2 separate regions of the Neogale vison genome follow, and region 1 is linked to region 2. Evidence: chromatin contacts called from public Hi-C data. All regions are on one chromosome and are shown on one strand. The core of a region is the stretch at or near the end of the contact, and the rest is flanking DNA. Distances in the headings are between cores, read along the strand shown. Region 1 holds the start of DGKA (diacylglycerol kinase alpha). Region 2 holds the start of PA2G4 (proliferation-associated protein 2G4).

Evidence for each region. Hi-C and Micro-C count contacts between places; a contact is called where the count stands out from the background.
Region 1: a contact with region 2 is called in a Hi-C map of fibroblasts, with 5 times the contacts expected there. The contact joins the promoter of DGKA here to the promoter of PA2G4 in region 2. A contact is called at or near these places in 2 of 3 Hi-C or Micro-C datasets (fibroblasts and muscle).

What each region holds. Positions count from the first base shown.
Region 1 is chr12:96,639,781-96,643,975 of ASM_NN_V1, reverse strand. DGKA (diacylglycerol kinase alpha) reads left to right here and starts at 1,991. Exons shown (of 24, transcript XM_044228934.1): 1 at 1,991-2,163. PYM1 (partner of Y14 and mago) reads right to left here and starts at 2,091. Exons shown (of 3, transcript XM_044228940.1): 1 at 2,034-2,091. The coding sequence starts at 2,055.
Region 2 is chr12:96,469,640-96,473,962 of ASM_NN_V1, reverse strand. It overlaps PA2G4 (proliferation-associated protein 2G4), which reads left to right and starts at 2,822. Exons shown (of 13, transcript XM_044227245.1): 1 at 2,822-3,111. The coding sequence starts at 3,024. It overlaps ERBB3 (receptor tyrosine-protein kinase erbB-3), which reads left to right. Exons shown (of 28, transcript XM_044226295.1): 28 at 1-1,617. The coding sequence ends at 499.

The sequences.
Region 1 (4,195 bases), core at 742-3,241, 170 kb before region 2:
TTAATGTCCAACTCTACCGCTGGAACCCGTAGAGAGGGGCAAATATTAGTGACTACCTCTAATACTAGCTGTGTGCCCACTTAAAAAATAAAAAGGTGAGAGTAATGACTGACCAGGAACTTCCTAAAGCTTTGACATGAAGCTTTTGAAGTTTTCTCAGGTCACAGCTTGTCTTCCATCCCATGCTTTACCTTCTGACTTCCACCAGAGGCCCAACTCAAAAGGTCTCAAAAAGACTCGTTTTAAAACTGATCTGCATTCCATACACACTTATTGCAAGTGTTCTAACACTGCCTTTCTTAACCCCTACTCTATTTGAACAATGTCCTTCGGGCTCACTGAGTCAGCATCCTGTCCTTAGCCTTGTTACTAATGATTATCACAGGTGAGAGCGTGGGCTTAAACCTTTAGAGGGATATGTTGCACCTTTCTGCAAGAGTGAATCCTAAAGTGGCCCTTGTCCACCACCAACCTTAACCCTCCCTCCCCTTGTGCCGCCAGACATTTTGCCTCTGTTCTGGGTTGGACAGGAAGTGAAACTCAATTGTCTGCCCAGCAGACCTGACTGGGACCCAGCCCTGGGCCCCGGATGTGCCCCCCCTACCCCACACAAACACACACCCTGTGAAGGAAGAGGAGAAAGAAGAGGCTGGGGAGAACAAGGCTGTTGTTTTTTCCTTTCCCTTTGTTCATTGCGGTTTCTTTCTTTCTGATTTTTGTGATGTGGTTGATTAAAGAAATGAGCACCTGGAAACAGTAGGCATTATACGCCTCCTCCTTAGATGTTTCTTGGCCTTTCTTCCCCTCCTACCCTCACCAATAACTGACGATGTATGATGGACCACAGATCTTAAAGAAGACACAAAGAAGCTTTGGGTATGACAGATTTCATCCTATTCCTTAGAGCGATCACCCCGGGCCCCACTTTGAAGTCTCAAAAAAAAAAAAAAAAAAAAGAAACCACCTTAACAGGAGCAATTTAAGTGCAAGTAGAGACATATCCAAGGATGGAGTGAAAAACACAGGTCATATGTAATGTGTTATCACCACTAGCATCGTTTGCAAGCAAAGCTGAGTGCCTTAAGGTTTAGTATCATTCTAGATGAGAGGTCCAGGGGCAGAAAACTGCAAGAGGTGCTAGGAGACTTGTTCTTTCTTATATTTTGTATGTTTAGGATAGCTTAGAGTGGGGAGGCTTTACACATACACATACACACACACACACACACACACACCCCAAGCCACTCTTTACTGCATTCCTTAAGTTGTGCTATGTCTTTGGCTGTCTACAGAACTAAGCACAGGACCTAGTGCATAATGGGCATTCAAGAGATTATGATTCCTTATGACTAAAGAGGTTATATAGGTAGGGGACAGGCTCAGTGGGTGGAGCATGTGATTCGATCTCTATGTTGTGAGTTCAAGCCCCATGTTGGGTGTGGAGATTACTTTAAAATAATAATTAAAAAAAAAAAAAAGAAGGGGAGAAAAAGCATGGGAATAGCATGGCCCTTGTCTTTTTAAGACTGGGAGACAGGAGCAGAGAGACAGACCTTCTCCAACCCCTGCCTCCTTCAGATCTCCAGTTCAGGTACAACAATACTCCCAAGCCCTATTTCTCAGCAGTTACATTTCTGATAAAAATGGAGGTTTTTTTCCAACAAGCCTGTATGGAAACATTCAAGAACTGCTTAGATCCCTTCATTGCCACTAGAGGGCCTCATGTAGTCATGCCTTCTCTCCAACCCCCACCAAAAGGATGTCTATATTATGTGTGTGGATATGTGTGTATACACACACATACACACATCACACAATACACCCTTCCAGTCAGAGCTCTCCCCTCCCCCTCTCTTTTATCACCAGGTGTAAGAGGGAAGATTCCAGGAACTCAAGCCCTGTTACTGTGCCCTAGTTCAAGGACGGGTAGGAGGGGGTTAGCCTGGGTTGGGGCGGGGCCAGGGAGGAGGATGCCTGGGTCCCCAGTTCCTACCAGTAAGTCCTAGGCCTCTGTGTATCTCGGTTGTACTCACCGTCAGTCCTGCCATCATCCATGCTGCCCCAAGAGCCTTAACAACTTCAAAACAGATTCCAGACAGGAGGAGCTGAAAGGATCTTCTCTCACCCCTACTTCTGGCGGGGGCCTTTTACAGACCTGCCAAGGTCAGCAGGTAAAGTGGGAGGGTTAGAGCATGGAGAAAGAGTGAACACCGACCTGAGTGCTCCTCGCACCTGAACAACCCAAGAATTAAGGGAAGGCCCTGAGTCTTGAGAGAAGGAGGTATACTTATATTGGGGAAAACAAGTCTGAGCCCTCTGGTGTTTGGGTTTTAGAGGGGTGAAAAACCTAGAGGCAAAGGTGGGCCTCAAACAGTGTTAAACACTGCGGAGCCCATGGGAGGAGGGAGGCATTTGTATCTCACGATGCAGTGTCTGGGACTCTGGGCTTGCTGCTGTGGAATCTTCTGAGTATGAATTCTTTCAGTGGTGGATGGAAAGGAGTTGGGGAGGGAAATCCCTGGATGGCGGCAATTAGGAGAGGGTCAGACGTTGCCTGGGTGGGCCCCTGCCAAGCTGTGCCATCAGCGGCCCTGCCTTCTATCATGACCTTCCAGGGCTGGGATGAAGGGAGAGGCTATGGGTTGATTAGAAAGACTGGAAGATGGATAGAAACCGAGCTGTCCCGAGGCGGGAAGAAGATGAGAAGCGCAGGATGTGGAGAAAGAGGCACAGGCCAGAGCTCTGGAGATACTGGGGGTGAGGGGGCGGCTCAAGCTTGGTGAACTGGAAACAGGGGCCTCTCCAGACCGGAGTTCCCGTAGTCGGGGGCGCGGACACTGGGCGCAGGCGGCCAGGCCGGGGCGGGGGGCGGGCAGCTGTGTCGTCAGGAACGGGGCGGCCTCGCGGCGGCCGCGCCTGCCTGGTCGGTCCCCTCCAACCCCGCTCGGGCTCCAGCTCCCGCGCCGGCGCTTCAGCTCCCACCGCGCGCCCTCCGCAGGCAAGGTAGAGACCCCGCGAGACCCCCCGAGCCTCCCACCCTCCCCACCCCCCCGGAGCCGGAGGGGGCGGGGGCCGCGGGAGGGGCCGCCGCCGGGCTGGGGTAGGGCTGCAGGGCCGAGGAGGAAGCCCCACAGCTGGAGCCGGTAGCTAGAAGGGTTTGCGCCAGGACGCGGAGGGCAGCTGGAGAGCTGGGCCAGAGCTCCGTAGGCAGCGTCTCCCCCAGACCTTCCCCTCCATCCCCCCTGTCACTCGGAGGGATGGTGAAGCTTGGCTCCTAGGGGCCCGAGTCAAGCGAAGTCCGTTTTGGAACCTACACAGCACTGCGGGCGGTGCACAGGGGTTCTTCTTTGGCCTCCTGGTGCCCAACTTCCCACCCCTACCCTTTCCACACCTGTCACCGGAAAGTTTCTGAAACTACCTGGGTCTGAATCCCACTTTTCACCTCTAAATGGGGGAAGTGAGCTTTACTGAGGAAGAAATGTGACTACTACTGGGCATCTCTTCAGCCTCATTACTATGAGCCCACATCCCCCAACCATGCCAACATCGTAACTTCCTCCTGTACTACATACACACACACTCTCTCTCTCTCTCTCTCTCTCTCTCACACACACACACATACCCTTAATCAGGCAACATTACCATCTGCAGTGTTTGTGGAGGCTTAATGAATTTTGAGACTTCAAGGCTAATTATTCCCTTGCCAGGGCCACTGACAAGTAATAGGGATGGGCAAGAAAGAATAGACCCTCCCTCGGTCCTGGGAAAGAGGAGGAGGATGCAGGCCCTGTTGTGGTTAAGAGATTCAGAAGTCCAGGTAATCAGGCCTGGACCTGCCTCTTGGGATTCTTGCTGGGTCATCCTGAATGTTCTGGGGGCATAGCTGATTCTTGAGTAATGATGAATTTATATGATTTGGAATGGGAGTGACAGATATTGAAGTGAAAAAGGAAACTTTAAATAATGGTACTGGCCTTGGAAATCATATTTATCTCTTGGTTACGAGCAATTTTGGTATTTACTGTTTAAAGTAAGATCTAGAAAGTAGAGGCGCTACAATTTAATGGAATGGACAAAGGACAGGATGTCTGGAATTTGGGTATGATCCTGAGATTGTGGCTCTCTGTCTGGGCCTCAGTTTCCTCCTCTGGAAAGTGTGAGAGTTGGTACCTCCCAGCTCTGAGGATGTTCCAGG
Region 2 (4,323 bases), core at 1,573-4,072:
TTCTTCAGTGGGCCTCAGTTCTGTCCTGGGTACCGAAGAAGAAGATGAAGATGACGAGTATGAGTACATGAACCGGAGGAGAAGGCGCAGTCCAACTCGTCCCCCTAGGCCCAGTTCTCTTGAGGAGCTGGGTTATGAGTACATGGATGTGGGATCAGACCTCAGTGCTTCCCTGGGCAGCACACAGAGTTGCCCACTCAACCCTGTGCCCCTCATGCCTGCTGCTGGCACAACCCCAGATGAGGACTATGAATATATGAATCGGCGACATGGTGGAGGAGCTCCTGGGGGAGATTACGCAGCCATGGGGGCCTGCCCAGCGGCTGAGCAAGGTTATGAAGAGATGAGAGCTTTCCAGGGGCCTGGACACCATGCCCCCCATGTCCACTGTGCTCGCCTCAAAACTCTCCGTAGTTTAGAAGCCACTGACTCCGCTTTTGATAACCCTGATTACTGGCATAGCAGGCTTTTCCCCAAGGCTAATGCTCAGAGAACATAACCTCTGCTCACTGAAGTACTCAGGGAGCATTTGATGGCAGCTATTGCCTCTAAAGGGTACCCCTCTTCTCCCTAGTCCCTCTCTCACGGGTCTTAGCCCTATTTCCCCAGCCCTAGACAATTCCATTCAACCTTTGGAGGCTTTTAAACACTGCAACAAAATTCTTGTGAGATGTAGCCAGCTGTGCACTTTCTTCCCTTTCCCAATCCAGGAAAAGGAGATTTTCCCCTATTTTATGTGTGTTCCTAATCCCATTCCTCAGCTTCCTCAGGGAGACTCCCTGGAGATATGAAGGATTACTCCCATGTCCCTTTCTCTCAGACTCTGACTTGTTGAGATTAGGCTTTAAAGTGTGCTTTTGTTTCCTACCAGACTAGTAAGGAAGGGGAAAGTGGGTTGGGGGGAACGAGGCAGGGGAAAGTAAAATTTTGGCTGATGACTCAGCCCCCTGGAAAGAATGGAAAGCTTCAAATCTTGAGTGAAGAAAGAGGTTGGGCACAGATATTTAGAGTACTATTAATTCTGCATCTACTATGCCAGGCATCATGCTAAAGTTTACCTATGTTATCTCATCTAATGCTTACAACGATTCTGTGAGCTAGTTATTCTCCCATTTCACAAATAAGGAAACTGAGCCTTAAAGAGATTAAGTACATAAAGTGGTGGGTCCTGGATTCAGAATCTCCCATTTGCAGGTTTTCTCCCTGTAAGGTATCAAGGCAAACTGGTAAGTCAGAGTCCTTGTCAGGGCATTGTCGTCTTGTTTTTGCACTGAATCAAGTCTAACCCCAACAACCCCAGCCTCCTCCTACACCCAGACTTCTCATCTCAGGAAGTGGGGGAAGGGGATGGTCGGAAGGAAAAAATAACTGGACATTTTTGTGTAAACCATAATCCATATGTGCTGTAAATGATCACTTCTTACCCAAGGGACAGATTCACAAGAGTCCCAAGAGCCACTTTTAGGGTCTGTACTCATCCAGGGAAACAACCAGTTGGGATAGAAAGAGGACCCAGCTTCAGGCCTTTGCTCGGATGGGAAACGGGGTGTCTTGTTATCACTGAAGATTTTTGTTTTGTTTTTATACGCACCTGAATAAAAAAATGCCGGTTTTTCAGCTTCCTGTCTGTCAAATGTAAGAAAACCTTTAGTGTGTAAAGTCACCCCTTTGCTCCTCAGCAGTGGGTAGCCGCCACCGCATGCTGTTCTGTCTTGTGACCCCTTCTATTCTGCATCTTGCAGTTTACTCAGCCCTACTTTTCTTTGTATCTGCTGAAGACAAGCATAGCACACAGTCCTTTTCACTGAAAGCTTTTACTAGGGATCTCTTTACAGGACAACCCACCGGGAATAAGAAAAAAAAACCATGGGGCGCCTGAGTGGCTCAGTGGGTTAAGCCGCTGCCTTCAGCTCAGGTCATGATCTCAGGGTCCTGGGATCGAGTCCCACATCGGGCTTTCTGCTCAGTGGGGAGCCTGCTTCCTCCTCTCTCGATCTCTCCCTGCCTCTCTGCCTACTTGTGATCTCTGTCAAATAAATAAATAAAAATCTTAAAAAAAAAAAAAAAAACCAGAAAACCCACGTTTGCGAAAAAGCCTTATTGATGTGCCTCATGAGGTGGAACACTGAAACTCCCGTATGTTTCAGAACTCTTACTCTTGAAAAAGTCTATATGAACACTTCCCTTAGTTGCCATCAAAGCCTATTGTTGGAACAACAGTGCCATCTTCAGTGGAGTCTGGCTCCTAGACTGGGAGGCTGTGAATGGATGATCTCTCCGGACTCTTCGCTGCCCAGTTAGCCCCCGCTCGTTGCACCCTTGGTCTCCTACCACAGCGCTCTTGCCCCTCCCCGACCCCCAACATCAGAGGATGACTGGACCGGATGAGCCGGTCCCGCCGGCCGCTCTAGGGATCCGGGGAAGGGCGCACCCAGCCTCCCCGCCCCGACTGTATTCACTCCCCCATCGCCGAGGCTCCACCCTGCTCCACCCTGCGGGGCTGCCTCTACTCTCCAGGCCCCGCCGTAGCTCCGCCCCTTCTCCCTTTAGCCCGCCCCTCCCTGTTACGAGTTCTAGCTCAGTGCTCCTGGTGGATGTGGTTTTTCCGGGAGAGACCACGCTTCCCCTCAGGCTCGCCAACGGCTCCGCCTTCCTGCCGGAGCCTGACCCTTCCCGGCGTGCTTGGCGACTCCGGCGTGCGAGGCCCTCGGAGGGCAAGGCCCCAGGGCCTGGCTGAGGGGCGCGAAAGGCGGGCTGGGAATTGTAGTTCAAGAGTCGGCAAGGTCGGCTAGAGGCGGGGTGTAGAAAGGACTCGTCGTCCCAGCGTGCCTTGTGCTTCAGCCCGCGCGCTCTCAGCTTCTCGCTCTCGCCCGCCTGCCTGCTCCCCTGCTAGCTCGCGCTTTTGCTCGCGCTCTCCTCGCGGATCGAAGGGGCTCTAGCCACAGCCTGCGGCTAGAAGGGAGGCAGAGGCGGCGGCTCAGGGGGAACGAGGTTGCAGTGGTGGTGGTGGTGGTGGTGGGAAGATGTCTGGCGAGGACGAGCAGCAGGAGCAAACTATTGCCGAGGACCTGGTCGTGACCAAGTATAAGATGGGGGGCGACATCGCCAACCGTGAGTGCGGGCCTCGGGGGTCCGGGGATCGAGGCTGAGAGGGGGAGGCAAGGGGGACGGGGCTGGACTGGCTCCGGAGGGGCTGGAGCGGTGGGGTCATGCAGAGTGAGCTACTGAGGGCCCCTCTCCGGTCCGCTGGGGGTGGCGTGGTGGGAAGACTCCGTGTTGCGCCTGGGACCTGAGCCGCCAGGCCTGGGCTGGAGTCTGGGGAGGTGCGGGCCCGCTACCGGGAAGAGCGCAGAGCGAGGGCCCTCAGCCGTCTCGGACCTTAGGCCGTTAATCAGGAGTCAGGGTGCATCTTAAGCCCCTCACCCTTAGCTCCGGCTCCCTGCCTTCTCTGGTTCTGGCAGCGGCAAGGCCACCTCGAAAAGGAAGCGCCCAGCTGTTGGCGACGGAAGCGCCCCTCTATTTTGTTTTGGCTCCGCGGCGTCAGGGGCCCAGCCGGCACGTGTCGCCGGGTTCCCATGCGGATCGCCGGCTCTCTTCTTCCGCTACCGTCCCTGACACCAGCTTCCTTACCACGTGCTTTACTGGAGTCTTGCGTTTTTTACTAAAACTCCTTAGCTGGTGGGGCCCCCTTCTACCTTTGGGCCAGCTCAGGGACCGTTGGAGGGAACTCCTGGAGATCTAACACAGCTCTTGAAGATCTATCTGGCTTTCCTTGAAGTTACTCATTACTACCAACAATCTGTGCAGATAGCCTTAGTTAGCCATCAAATTTGATTGTTCTCTGGGGCTTGTCAATTCTGGGAGTGTTTTGAGGTTCTCACCTCAACTAGGCAGTCTTGTGAATAGTACTGAAGGGGGGGCTACTGATTTTAGGGTCTCAGACGTCATCCTCATTAGGACTGTGCTCTGACCTTAGCAGCTGCCTGCCAATCTAGGCAGATGTCTTACTTTCTATTTTCTCTCTATCCAGTTCACCTTTTCACTTTAATACCCAGTTAGGAAGACAGAAAATGGTGGGGTTTGGGCTTTTAAATGGTTTTGACAGTAAAGATAGGTATTTAGGATCTCTTTAGTCCTATGGCTGAAAACCTGAACCTTTCACACTTCCAAAGATTCACCAAAACCTAGAATGACAAAAATCAAACCTGTAGTTCAGGATAAGCCATGGAGAGGAGGACATCCACTGAACAGAACAATGCTTTATAACATAATGGGCATTTAATGTAGTACCCCCGCTTTGGGGTACTTTTTAGTATTAGTGGT